2 separate regions of the Mus musculus genome follow, and region 2 is linked to region 1. The links are chromatin contacts, called in public HiChIP or PLAC-seq maps. All regions are on one chromosome and are shown on one strand. Each heading gives the region's core, a stretch centred on a gene start, on an enhancer-like site or on the middle of the called end of the contact. The rest is flanking DNA. Distances are from core to core; before and after follow the strand shown.

Region 1 (7,156 bases), core at 4,367-6,866:
CGTGTTAGCTTTGTTCTACGTCTTCATGGAGAATGAAGGTATACTTTTATAAAATAATTGAAAATGTAGGAATGTGAAAGGAAGTGTACACTTAAAGCTATCAGCTGTCCATAAAAACATTGTATGTTTTTCTTTAAGGCCCCCTCCCCCCCCCAGTGCCAACTCCTGTTCTTTCTTTCATACTTTGGATTTCTGAAATGCGATCTTGCTTAGCAAGGCCCTGAACTTGTCATCTTTGTACTTTAACCCTGAGTGCTGAGATTACAAGCTTTTAGTTTCTATTTTTCTCTTCCCTTCCCTTCCCTTCCCTTCCCTCCCCTTCCCTTCCCTTCCCTTCCCTTCCCTTCCCTTCCCTTCCCTTCCCTTCCCTTCCCTTCCCTTCCCTTCCCTCCCCTCCCCTCCCCTCCCCTCCCCTCCCCTCCCCTCCCCTCCCCTCCCCTTCCCCCTTCCCCTTCCCCTTCCTTCCCCCCTTCCTTTTCCCCTCCCCTCCCTTCCCCTCCCCTCTCCTCCCCTCCCCTTTCCTTTCCTTTTCTTTCCCTTCTTTTTCTTCCTTCTTTCTCTCTCTCTCTCTCTTTCTTTCTTTCTTTCTTTCTTTCTTTCTTTCTTTCTTTCTTTCTTTCTTCTTTCTTTCTGAGACCCTATTACTGTGTAGCCCTGGATGGCCTGTAACTTAATAGTCTCAGCATTACAAAAAGGAACAAAGAGAAAGTGGTTCATCAAGGTGATTTTTTGGGGGGGATGATGGGGTATAACAGGGTTTTACTATGTAGGCTGTCCTGGAACTTACTGTGTAGTTCAGGCGAGCCCTGACATTCAGCTCCCCGTCTGCCTGCCTCTCTAGTGCTGGGATTTAAGACATGAGCCATCACACTCAGCCAAGGGGACTGATGGTTTTTTTTTTTTCCCCTTGGCAAAAGATTGCACCAAATCCAAAACTGGTTAGCAAACACACTTGCCAAAATGGCCTCTGATATAGGTGATGGTGTGTTATCCCATCTGTGGGAACACAAACCTCACACTCTGACACAATAGGTTAATTGACACAAAAGGGAAGGGAGAGGTTCAGGAAATATGGGCCCTTGTCGTGATAGAAAACAAGTTTCTTGCACTGTGCATGCTTGCTGGTTTCATACTCACTGAGATCTACTTGCCTCTGCCCGGCACCAACACTTGACTACTCTGTTTTTTAAGCAGTGTGTTTTCGAGTTCCAGTTTACATGTCATCATACATGAATATATTGTGTTCTTTTCTCCTGTTATAAAGTTGTATAGGCTAATAAATGGTGAACTGCATATGTTGAACTCCAAAAATATATGCATATGCATTTTCCTTGCCCGTGTTCTAAGATGATAGTTTGGTAACTATCATTCTATCTCTATCTATCTATCTATCTATCTATCTATCTATCTATCTATCTATCTACTTATTTATTTCGTATTTAATGTATGTAAGTACACTGTAGCTGTCTTCAGACACACCAGAAGAGGGCATCAGATCCCCATTACAGATGGTTGTGAGCCACCATGTGGTTGCTGGGAATTGAACTCAGGACCTCTGGAAGAGCAGTCAGTGCTCTTAACCACTGAGCCATTTCTCCAACTATCATTCTATCAAGTGTAAAGTTTATGGGGACCCATTGTTTTAGACCAGCCCCTGCTTAGGTCCCAGAAGATCACACCACACCAGAGCAGGGTCACTTGCTGTAGTAAACTGAACTTTGAAATAGACCAGCTCTCTAAATAGCCGTTCATAGCATGACATAGTCTCTGTAGACTGGGCTGGTCTTGAACTCAGAGATCTGTCTGTCTCTGCCTTCTGAGTGCTGGGATTAAAGGTCTGTGGCATCTTACCCTGCTGAGACACAGTTTCTTACTGAATCTGTAGCTTATTGATTGGGCTAGGTTGGCTGTCCAGTGAGGTCTGAGGATCTACCAGTCTTTGATATGTTCAGGGTTCAGGCTGTACCTAACTTTTATGTGGGTGCTGGGGAATCCAAAATCAGGCTTTTATGTACTTTACCAACAAAACCATTTCCCAAGCCCCCTCCTCCCAGTCAACAGTTTCTTATAACATTTAACCCCCCCTCCCCCTCTCTGTCTCTCTGGGTATCCATGCACATGTGTGTCACCAAGTAGAAGTCCAATGGCAGCTTGAGGGAGCTTCTCCTTTTACCTTTATGTGGATTCGAACTCTGGTCATCGGTTTCTGCAGAAAGCACCTGGACCTGCTGAGCCATCTTGCTGGCCCTCTTATTTTTCTTTCAATGAATCATTGTTTTTCTTATTGACACTAAAAATAGTCTAAGGTTATCTAGGAAATCCCTTTGATTTTCATTCCATCTCTGAAACTCTTGTCTGGTTGGTTTGAAACCTTGGGATGGTTTCAATAGTTTCAACACTGTTTTGTATATTTACCACTTATTGATATCCACCCTATATTCTTTGAAATTATATAATTGCACCACTTCCTCCTTCCCTCCCCTCCCGTCTGTTTCATCCCATGAACCATGTTCTCTCCCAAGTTCATAGCCTTCTTTGTTGTTACATATATACATATACATGCATATATATTCCTATATACAACCTTCTCAGTCTGTATAATATTACCTGTATGTATATGATCTCAGGACTGACAGCTAGGCATTTGGATTACCACTGGGGGTTCTCCTCCTCCTCCCAGAATCCCTCAGTTGTCTGCAGTCCTTTGTCTAGGTTGGAGGCCCTATGACCTTTCCTCCTTCCATGGGAGCTGTCTCTGTGTGTGGCTCAGTCTTGTTGAGACTTCATGGGTGTAGCCTGGCTGGTTTCTAGAAGATGCTAGTTTATGGCAAGTTTCTTGTCACCCTGGCTTTCACATTCATTCTGCCTCCTCTTCCACAGTGGTCCCCGAGCCTTAGGCGTGGGAGTTGTGCTGTAGATGGATCCCTAGGGATGCTTTGACTTAACTTGACGAATGGGTGTCTGCTCAGTGAGAACTGGACAGGGAAGAAGTCAGATCAAACTTTCTCTAGTATGGCTAGAGAAGGGTGCTCTGTGAGTGAAGGCTGCAGTGTGACACTGATGTCGTTGCTACAGACACTAAGCTAGGTCACAATTTAGCACGGTATCCTACTCAAGATATTCTGTGATTTCTAGGTTGTCAGGTCACATGAAGTCTCATCCCCTCTGTTCTCTTTGGTTTTAGATTCTGTTCCTCCCCAGTTTCACCACCATTTTTCCTGCTTCATTGCTCTAGACTCAGTCACCTCAATAAGATCCCTGGGCTGGAGAGATGGCTCAACGGTAAGAGTACTGACTACTCTTCCAGAGGTCCTGAGTTCAATTCCCAGCAACCACATGGTGGCTCACAACCATCTGTAATGGTATGTCTGATGACAATGACAATGTACTCACACATATAAAAATAAATAAATTAATTAAAAGCATAAGATTCCTAAGTGGCTCTTTGTTTGGGGCAGGGTTTGTACATGTGGTCAGAAGCACCTTAAAGCATGACTCAGTTTGCATTTTTAAAAGAAAGAATAATTTATGCATTTATTTTATGTATATGAGTACATTGTAGCTATCTTCAGACACACCAGAAGAGGGCATTATATAGTATTACTGACGGTTGTGAGCCACCATGTGGTTGTTGGGAATTGAACTCAGGACCTCTGGAAGAACGGCTAATGCTCTTAACCGCTGAGCCACCTCTCTAGCCCTCAACCTGCCTGTTGTTCCACAAGTATTTTAAAACGTCATTAGCAATGAAAGCAGTAAAAACTGAAAAAGAAAATGTACCATGGCAGGCACAGAGCTATGTGTCCTAGATCCATTTTCGAGGGAGAAGTTGTCTAGCTGTCAGCTCCCAGTTCCTGGCTGTCAGCTCCTCATGGCTTGCCACTGTGAAGTGGGAATTTTTGGTTTCGTTGGAGACTCAGTTGTGTCATGTGATATTTTTCTGGAGCCTGATTTATGAAAGGATGATTCTCGGAAGGAGACATGTGGGAGGAATTTTTGCTGAGAACAGACACGTGGTGTTTTCCTGGAAGCTGTCTGGTGAAAGGTCATGTGATGTTTTGCTGGCATGGATGCTGGAGAGGACCCGTGATGTCTGGAAAGAGTCTAAGTACATCGAGTATAACCCAACAGACAGTGGGAGACACTCAGGCGTTGGTTTGCCTCACTGCTCTTCTCTGATCTTCTCTTGTCATGACTTTGTAGAGAGAAATGCATCAAAGAATTCCTGGTGGTGTTTTGGCTGCTGCTTGCCGCTTCCATGGACTCCAGCTATGCGGACCTGCGGAGCCTTGAGGTTTCTTCTGGATTGAGTTGCTGCTGCTGACTCATGTTTCAGGGTTTGTTAGTGGACTGCACTGCTGACAACAAAGATTGGAATCATTCCAAAAAAACTACTTCTAACCAGGTCTCCACCACGCCTTGTCCTGTCAGCCATCTTCCTCCCCTACCTTTGGTCGGTGGGCTATTAGCAAGGATGAGGTGTTTAAGAACCCTTATTAAAGTAGGTTTTAAAAAACCAAAGCCTACTAAATAGCTTTTCAGAGCAGTCCCAAACTACTGTGGTGAAGTTAACAAGGCCTGGCTATTCTTCTAGGTGCAGGCAGCTCTGATAGATCTAACATACTCCAGAGTATGCCCTGGGATTGAGACTTGGTTGGGCTTATAGCACAGTAACCCTTTCTCTCTACTTGCTTATTATTATTAATTTATTTATTTAATTAATTAATTAATTAAAAATGCATATGGTGTTTTGCTTACACATATGATCACACATCGCAGGAGTACCTACCTGGTGGCCACAGAGTCCAGAAGAGGGTGTCATATTCCCTGGAACTAGAGTATGGATGATGGCAAGCCACCATGTGGGTGCTGGGAATCCACTGGCGTCCTCTAGAAGAACAGCCAGTGCTCCTCAAGGCTGAGCTGTCACTCCAGCCCCTGCTCGCTGCTTTCAAACCATTATTTGGTTCTTGTTTATTGGTAACAAATATATCTTATGCAAATTTTAAGCGTCTTCCCTCATGGAACGCAACAAAGGCCAGTGCCTTTTTCTTTTCAAAATTTCAAATTGTCACAAATGAACCAGAAGGAATAGTGATGGAATAGTTATGGGTGATATAAATTATTTTGTTTCAACTTTTAAATATTTTATTAACATTACTTTATCCCTTCAGTAGTATCATTTTTGCAATTTAAAAAGCTACGTTATGAAATTGTGTTCACAGTATCAGAAAAACTAGAACTAATCTCTAGGAGCCAAGCTGGGCGAGGTCTGGTGGTGTAATTCCAGCATTCAAGAGTCCAGATGACAGTGAGCTGGAGGCTAGCCAGGGCTACAAAAGGACATCCTGTCTGAAACCAAACCAAGCAGACAAAGCCAAACCCTCATCAAGCCGTGGAACACACACGTGTGAGCACACAGAGTGAAGCTTTGGATTGAACACAGAGCCTGTGCTCATCAGGCATCAAGGTATCAAGCTATGGGATCACACACACACACACACACACACACACACACACACACACACAGTGGGGCTGGAGATTGAACTCAGGACCTTGAGCATGGTCACCAGCATGCTGCTACTCAGCCACACCCCAGTCACAGAGTTCTTTCATATTCCTTTTCAGGCAGTCCCCTCCCACTGTCCTAGCCTGTTCAGCTGCCTGTAATAAAATACCGCAATACCTTGACTGGTTAATAAACAACATGCTTATTAGCCACGTGTTTAACTCCCACAGTCCTGGACGCTGAAAAGTCCAAGGTCAAAGTGTAGATGTGGTGGATACATGTAAGGGACCAGTTCCTGATTCATAGACACATCTTCTTTGTCCTCACACGAAGCAAAGGAGATAGCTAACTCACTGAGCCTTAAATCATTTTGATTCCAAAAGTTCAACTGCTAAAATTTGGCCTTGGTAATTAGATTCAGCATATGAATTTTGGAAGGATCATAGCATCCACCAAATAGAGAAAACAGCTATTTTAATTTTCCTTTCTTTTAAAAATTTTGTTTGGGGCGGGGAAAAAGAAAAAAAAAATAAAAATTTTGTTTAACTAAATTTGAGATAGGGTCTCTCTGTGTAGCCCTGTCTGGTCTAGAACTCACTATGTAGACCAGGCTGGCCTTAAAATTGCCTGTCTGCCTCTCAAGTGCTAGGATTAAATTGCATGTACCACCACACTAACCCTCGTCCCCAAGATATGTTTTGTGTGTGACTATGACATAAGGGTGCCAGTGCATGATGAGGCCAGAAGAGGGTGCCAGATGCCCTGGAGCTGGAGTTAAACAGGCAGTGATGAGCCTCCTGCTCTGGGGTGAACTGGACAAATGAAATTATATTTGTTATCTTCTTCATAGATACCTGGGTTGTTTCCATTCTGGGATATAATAGATGAAGCTATTATACGAATTTTTGTGTTGACAAGTATTTCCTTCCTTGATGGTAAATATCTAGGAGTGGAATTGTCAGATCACAGAAAATCATTATTGTAAGCACTTTTACCTTTATAAGATGCCCAATAATTTTATAGGCCTATCGACAATGTATGAGAGTTCTGATTGTTGCGTCTCTGTGTTAACCTTTGATGTTGTCAAATCTTTTCAATTGAGTGACTTTTTGACAGATGTACACATAATAGTATCCCCTTTAAACTACATTTTCTTCAATGACTTAAAAAAAAAAGCCCAAACAAACAAACAAAAAACAACCTGTGAGTATTTTTTATGTTCCTGACATTTCTTTTTTTTAAATATTTTTTTATTACGTATTTTCCTCAATTACATTTCCAATGCTATCTCAAAAGCCCCCCCCCCCCCCCATGTTCCTGACATTTCAATGTCTTCTTTTGAAAAGTGTCTTGGGTATTCCAGAGGCATACATTCAGCTGGAAAGGCCTGGAGCCATCTTGATTTGTGTACTGCTATGATTGCCCCAAGAGAAACCACAGTTGTGGCTTTCCAAGTTTGCTATCCCAGAAAACTCTCGTCGCTTCCACTGTCTCTTTATCTGCCTCTGTCTCTTTCTCTCTGTGTTTCTCTGTCTCTTTCTTTCTCTGTGCCTCTATCTCCCTGTCTCTCTGTCTCTCCGCCCCATTCTCTGTCTCTCTGTGTATGTCTCTCTCTACATCTCTCTCTGCCTCCCTATCTCTCTCTTT
Region 2 (7,261 bases), core at 1,495-3,994, 280 kb after region 1:
TCTTATGCTAGCACCATGTTGTATTTACTACTATAGCTCTGTGGTGCAGCTTGAGATTGATAATGGTGACACCTCTGGAAGCTCTTTTATTATTCAGGATTGTTTTACCTTTTCTGGGTTTTCTGCGTTTCCATAATGAAGCTGAACATTATTTTTTTCAAGTTCTGCAAAGAATTGTGCTAAAATTTTGATGGGGATTGCATTGCATCTGTGGTTAGGCAGGATGGCCATTTTTACTGTGTGAATCCGACCTATCCATGAGAATGGAGGATCTTTCCAGCCTCTGATATCTTCCTCATTGTCTTAAGGTTTTTATCACTCAAGTGTTGCACCTGCTTAGTTAGAGTTACCCCATAGTTTATGGGTTTTTTTTTGGGATTATTATGAAAGGTGTTATTTCTATGATTTCTTAGTCCATTTGTCATTTGTCTGATTTTTATGTTTATTTTGTATCCTTCTACTGTGCTGAAGTGCTCATGTGTAAGAGGGGTTTCCTGATGGATGTTTAGGGTCACTGATTGTATGCTATTATGTCCTTAGCAAACATACTTTGACTTCTTCTGTTCCTGTTTGCATCCCATTAATATCCTTCAGCTGTCTTATTGCTGTAGATAAGATTTCAGGTACTCTATTGGATAGGCATGGAGAGAGAGAGAGGACATCCTTGTCTTGTTCCTGACTACAGTAGAATTGTTTTGAGTTTCTTTCTATTTAGGATGACACTGGCTATGAGTTTGGTGTAAACCACCTACATTATGTTTAGGTATGTCCCTTGTATCCCTAATCTCTCCAGGACTCCCACCTAGTCTTCTTTCTTTTCTCCCCTCCCCTATTCTTCTCTCTTCCTCCTCCCTCCCTCTCTCCTGCCTTCCTTCCTTCTCTCCCTCTTTCCCTCCCTACTTCCCATCCATCATACTGGATATTGAACCCAGAGCATGGTAGGTAGGCACTTTATCATGGAGCTACAACCTCAACCCTCAACCCTCAAAATTCTTTATAATGTTCTAGCGATCTATTTCTTGTTTTCTAAATGACCAAAGCTACTAAAAAATCTGTATCTTAATCTATGAGACCTAATTTACAGATATTCTTTTCTCTTTGGTTTAGTTTTTAACCCTCTTACCATGGTAAGTAGTGTGTTTTATTATATTCTATGTTTAAAAAAATAATTCCACTAAAGAATCAAGGATATGCAGGAGGCAAGAAGAGAAACAGGCATTTCTTATGCATTTCTTTTCTGGTTGTTGAAAACAGCATCTCACATTCCAGGATAGGCACACACACACACACACACACACATGCACACACACACACACACACACACATATGCACACACACACACACACACCCACACACACACATACACACACACACACACATATGCACACGCATCCTGTACGCAGAAGCATGCATGCACATTCTAACTTCACTGGGACAAGTCCGTTGTATGTGGCTACAAATGAGATCTCTTCAGTGATACTTTGGTCCCCTCAATTAGCACGAAATTTTCCCGAGAAAAGAGTTATGCCCCTGTAGCCTTTGTAACACCAACCACGAAGCTAAGGCACTAAATTTAAAGGAATCTTACTCATCCTTTTTCTCTTTAATGTCTTCACAGCACTGACCGTGTTGAAAGACTTTGGAGAAATCCCATTTTCTTCTTGCTCCCCACGTCTACTGCTTTACCCAGGCTGGAGTGAGATTTCTGTCACCAGATCTCCCAACCTTCAGTTTATCTTTTAACCCCTCCCCATTGCATCTTTCACGTTGTCGTCAAAGGTATCTTTGATTAGTTCACATCCCATCTTAAAATAGCTAAGCAATCTGTATTTAGTCATTCTGTTCCAGTGGGCAGAGGATGCTCAATTCCCTCCTTCCTAACAGGACCGATCTTAGTTTGCCTTCCTAAAACCTACTCAACAGCCTCAGGAGACAACAGGTGGCTCTTCAAGCACTTACTATGGCTAACTTGGACCTTTGAAGAACACTGTAGCTCTTTCTGGCTTTGGAGATGTCACATCAGCTGCAGTAGAGAACAGATGATGGGGGGGGGGTGCTTTCTGTACAATCGCACTCTCAGCTGTCTGAGTAAAGTGTTAATTACCACTTGAAAACAATACTGTTGTTTGTGTCTAGTGACCTAGTGGAGAAATTCCATGGGTTGAGGGCAAAATGGAGTGGAACGGCTGGTGGTCATCAGCTTTGCCGTGTGGTTTGGGCATGGGAAAGGGTGGCAGTTAACTATGGGGAGGACAAAGGGCAAAAGTGCAAGGGGAGTGACAGATGCCTCCATTTGTCTGTACTGACTCTAAACCACCATAATCACAAGAATCAAGTTTCCTGGAGAACAGGTTCATGGCTGAAGTAAAGGCTTTACAGAGGCTATTTTTGACTATATTTTTGATGCTGTTATCCCCAGTTTGCCTCTGTATGTATCATAGCCATGGTGACCATATATTTTCCAGGTTAACATGGGTCAAGGTGGTAAACTTTAATGTTTATTTAGGAAAATATTTAATATTTACTTTAGACAATATTTACACAGTCACCATAGCTGTGGAGGAGTCTCAGATGACCACCAGCCCATGGACTACCTTATTAAAGCAAACAGGAAAAATTGAATCTACTGAAGGAAATAAAAAAGTGCAAAGTATGAAATGTAGAATAGCTCTGGCAATGGCAGAACAAACATATCACTGGTCCTGAGTCATCTCTAGTGCTTGAGGGCATCCCCTTCCTCCTGTTGGTCCTGAGTCATCTATGTCCAGTATTGAGGGCATCCCCTTCTTCCCGTTGGTCCTGAGTCATCTATGTCCTGTGTTTGAGGGCATCCCCTTCCTCTTGTTGGTCCTGAATCATCTATCTCCAGTGTTCGAGGGCATCCCCTTCCTCCCCTTGATGGACATCTTACTGTGTAGAAAGGACATCCTCAATGGATAGAGCCATGGGCTTCTGTCCCTGCACTTCTGTTTGTGTTTGATGGATATCACAGAGGAGTGTAGTGTCTGGGTATTTATTTCCTTTACTCTCTTTCCTTGGTGTGCTTGCTGTATCCTTTACCTAGAGGTCCAGCTCCTCTCAGCTCCCCATAACTTTGTTTGCCTCTCAGGCCTAGACTGGGAGCAGTTTTCTGCTATTACTAGTTCTGAAAAAAGAAATATACTGAACTGTGTCTATACTTTTGTCGAGGATATCTTAAACTCACTCAGTCGCTAGACATGAGCATATCCCATTTCCTGTTGGAACCCTAACTGATAGGGTGTTCTTCTTGAGGAATAAAGGGATAGATAGAAGGGTGCCCCGAAGGCTTTTGTGGTGACCTCCAGTGCAGGCAGTTCAATGAATATTATGTATGGTGCATCTAGGTCATGGGCTGAGAGGCCAAGCTCTGGCTGTATGTGGCTTGTGTTGCTACATTTTGAGATGCCCTCTGGGTCACTTAGCCCATGGCCAGTGCTTCTGCACAGCGCTGGCTTTTACTCGGAACTTGGGAGAGAGGTGGAAATACATCTTCTTCATGAAAACTGCTGGCCCAGAAAGAGGCCTCTGAGTCAGCAAATGAGAGCAGACAGCTCTTCTCCAATGACATTCATCTCTCCTCTAGCACGGGTAGCTCAGTTCCATCCTGGCATCGGGCTGCAGCAAGGAGAGCTGTCTAGAAGCTTCCAGCCTGGTGCCTCCTGCAGTCTTCTCTGACCTTCTTCTTGCAAAGCATGGTTCCATTAGGAAGTTAGATGTCCTGTGTTTCAAACCAACCCATCAACCTGCTTTTAGTAGGCCAAGTCATCTGGGTGAAATCATAAAGAAACTGCAGTGTCCTGTGTCTCCTTTTGACCTTCCCTCTGGGGACACAGGGATCTTTTCATGGTTAGAGTAGGACTTGCTTCCTTTCTGATTGCTTGTGGTTACCTATCTCCAAAGCTGTGATGTCTTTCTAATTAGGGATGCTGCTGGTCCAGCCTGGTGAGAGGCTAGGAGGTTGTTAGCTGTTGTTACTCGTTGTCTGGGATTGATTTTGGATGAACTGCCCATGGTTTGAAGTTTGATCAGTTTTATTCTTTGCATCCCTTTCTGCCCAATTGTTCCCTACAGGAAACCTTCATTTGACTTTTCTTATCTGATTCATTAGGAAAAAAACTAAAAAAAAAAAAAAAAACGAAAACCCATCCAACCAACCAACCAACCAACAAAAAAACCAGACACTGGTTAGATTAAAAAAGTGATCAAGGACAATTTTTCCCAAACCAGACATTACCCTGATAAAATTCACAGAGGGCAGAATCGAGGCAGAGCCGCTAGAGTTGAGTTCCCTGGCAAAGAAATAGTAAATAGCAAGCCAGTTATTTCAGGGGGGCAACTATTTGCCTCACTAGTAAAGCATGGCTCATGATGGAAAATTACTCAGAGGAAAGTAGGAAGCAAATGGATTGAGTTGCTATGGGAACACAGTTGGGGAAAAAAAAAACCCACAAAATATGTAAATACTGTAATTTGGTATTTTAATGTACTTCTTTTCCATGAAGAAAATTCCCTGACAACTAAAACTAACAGCTCATTCCTCTGCTGAACAGCTCTGATCGACAGAACCTGGGCAACTAGGTGTCTGAATTCAGTTTTGCCCCTAGGAGCCAATGCATCATATTTTCAAGCATAGAAGTCAGGCATCTGCAACAGCGGCCCTCAGTATGGGGTACATATTAGACACAAGCACTCAGGGGACTTGTAAGAACTCATCCACACCACAGGTCAATGAAGTTAGATTCTTTGGGGGTGGGGGCTGAGCTTTTTGTTTGCCTTTGTTTTGATATTTTGAGATAGTATTTGGCTTTGGTCTTGAATTTGTGACACTCTTACCTGAGACCCCCCAAGAGCTGAGATGTAAGCTACCATTCCTGTCCCATGCTTGAAAAAAAAAAAGCCAAGAGAAAACAAAGGGGGACAAAATACCTCCAGTCATTTCTTTCTTTCTTTTTCTTCTTTCCGAGACAGGGTTTCTCTGTATAGCCCTGGCTGTCCTGGAACTCACTTTGTAGACCAGGCTGGCCTCGAACTCAGAAATCTACCTGCCTCTGCCTCCCAAGTGTTGGGATTAAAGGCGTGTGCCACCACCGCCCAGCCCTACAGTCCTTTCTACTCTTGCTACTCCCTGTGAATTGTGTAGGGACTCACTGGCCGCTATCCGTGACTTATTTTGCTGTTTGACTTTCCTAGGTTTTGTTGTACCCACTTTTAACTGATTTGAACATTTAAATACTGATAATGGGAGATGATTAGCAATCATTAATCTTCCATTATTAGTGCTATTATCCTCACAGTGATAGATTAGTGCTTCTCTGAGTTGGAGGAAACATGTGATTCTCTATTACAAATCATTATCGTTTAGGCACAATAATAATAATGATTAACTGCTGTTAGTTTTTAAAGTTCTAGATTGATCATCATAATTTGGGAAGTTTGGATGTTGCTCTAAATGTTGATATCAATCTATATTTTTATAATTACCATCATTAATTAGCATTAGTTATGTGGTAAATCAATAATCATGTGTACGGACATAGTTGTTCAAACTGCTTAATCATAGTCTATACCAGAGGTAGTAAAAGGTACAATTTCTATTTTCCCAATGGGACACGGATTGCATACAAGATAGTAACCTTTAAAAGTTTGTATGTTAAAATTCTGACATATCTGGGTATAGGACAGCAAAATCCCAATTTCTTCCTTTCTGCTTGGCTCCTGCTTCTTTAACCCTGTCCAGTGAGATCTCCCAATCTCCTTCCTATGGTATGAAAGAACAAAGAGTAATTTAGTCCAGAGGTTACTGCCATCTGGAAGAATATGAATGAATACGGAATATGGGTTGATGGTAAAGGTCAGGATTCCAGCAAGCGTGACTGCATGGTGAAAATCGCACTTGGTATCGAATCTAAATTCAGGTGCTCTCTTACAATGTGACTGGAGAGCTCACCTGGGGAAAGCTCGCTTTCTTATGACACTATTACCTGCAATAGCAGGGTTACACAGTGTAGCTTTGGAGTCAGCCCCTGGGTGCAGACTGACTATGTCAGGTCATTAGCCTGTGCCGTGGGTCTCCTGGGTTCTTTATTTTCTCTTCTTTCAGCCCCACCCCCACCCCTGACAAGAGTCTGTTTTTGCTTTTGCTGTGGTTGCCTGTTCTAAGAGCACCACAGTTGTTCTTACCATAAGTAATTAAGGGAAATTTATGTTTAAAATGTGAGTCCTTCCGCACAGGGCAGGAAACAGCGTGATTCAGTCTTATGTCCAGATGAATGTGTGCCCCCTCCTTTCATATTAGAAAATAGGTATGGTTGAATATGTTTTCTTTTTCTAATTTGTTATTTGAAACCTCCCTACATCGTATCCTTAATAACAAAAAAACAAAACAAAACAAAACAAACATTTTTGTTACTGAAAATTTCAAATGTACCTCCAGAGTAGAAATTTTATAAAAAGCTCCTATGAATGACTTAGTTTTTGGTTTTTCTCACTTTAAAATTCACATTATATTCCAACCACAGCCCCCTTCCTTTCTCTCCTCATAGTCCTGCCCTTGCAAATCCCTCCCCGACTACCCTCTTCCTTTCTCCTCAGCAAAGGGGAAGCCTCCCTTGGTACCACCCCACGCTGGGACATCTAGTCCCAGCAGGACTAAGTACCTCCTCTCCTATTGAAGCCCAACCTGGTAGTTCAGGTTGGGGGGATCCAATGGCAGGCAACAGACTCAGAGAGATCCCTGCTTCAATTGCTAGAGGATCCACAAGGAAGACCAAGCTGCACATCTGCTATAAATGTGTGTGGGGGTCCTAGGTCCAGTCTCTGCATATTCTTTGGTTGGTGGTTCAGTCTCTGTGGGCTCTCATGGGCCCAGGTTAGTTGACTCTGTAGGTCTTCTTGGGGTGTCCTGGAACCCTCCAGCTCACCCAGTTCTATCCCCACTCTCCCACAAGACTCCTGAGCTCCACCTGATATTTGCCTATGGGTCTCTGCATCTGTTTCCATCAGCTGCTGGATGAAGCCTCTCAGGAGACAGTTATGTTAGGTTCCTGTCTGCAAGCATAGCAGAGTATCATTAATAGTGTCAGGGGTTGGCTCTCTCCCATGGGATGGATCTCAAGTTGGAACAGTCATTGGTTGGCTGTTCCCTCAGTCTCTGTTTCATGTTTATCCCTGTACATCTTGTAGGCAGGGCAAATTTTGGGCTGATGGTTTTGTGGGTGGGTTGATGTCCCTTCCACTGGAA

The links. HiChIP or PLAC-seq counts read pairs in DNA pulled down with a chosen protein or histone mark.
Region 2: an HNF4G HiChIP or PLAC-seq map of pancreatic cancer cells shows a contact between it and region 1. The contact joins two enhancer-like sites. A contact is called at or near these places in 2 of 484 Hi-C or Micro-C datasets (both in cerebral cortex) and 2 of 115 datasets of contacts at active chromatin or transcription factors (bone marrow-derived macrophages and pancreatic cancer cells).

The regions. Positions count from the first base shown.
Region 1 is chr13:100,837,890-100,845,045 of GRCm38.p6, forward strand. No RefSeq gene overlaps it. Among named protein-coding and RNA genes, the nearest start is that of Slc30a5, 8.0 kb to the left of the region's middle. Within about 2 kb of position 5,617, at least 31 of the 459 cell types and tissues checked have an H3K27ac peak or open chromatin away from gene starts, as enhancers often do. A contact at or near this core is called in pancreatic cancer cells, where this site is marked.
Region 2 is chr13:101,125,222-101,132,482 of GRCm38.p6, forward strand. No RefSeq gene overlaps it. Among named protein-coding and RNA genes, the nearest start is that of 5930438M14Rik, 100 kb to the right of the region's middle. Within about 2 kb of position 2,745, at least 8 of the 459 cell types and tissues checked have an H3K27ac peak or open chromatin away from gene starts, as enhancers often do. A contact at or near this core is called in pancreatic cancer cells, where this site is marked.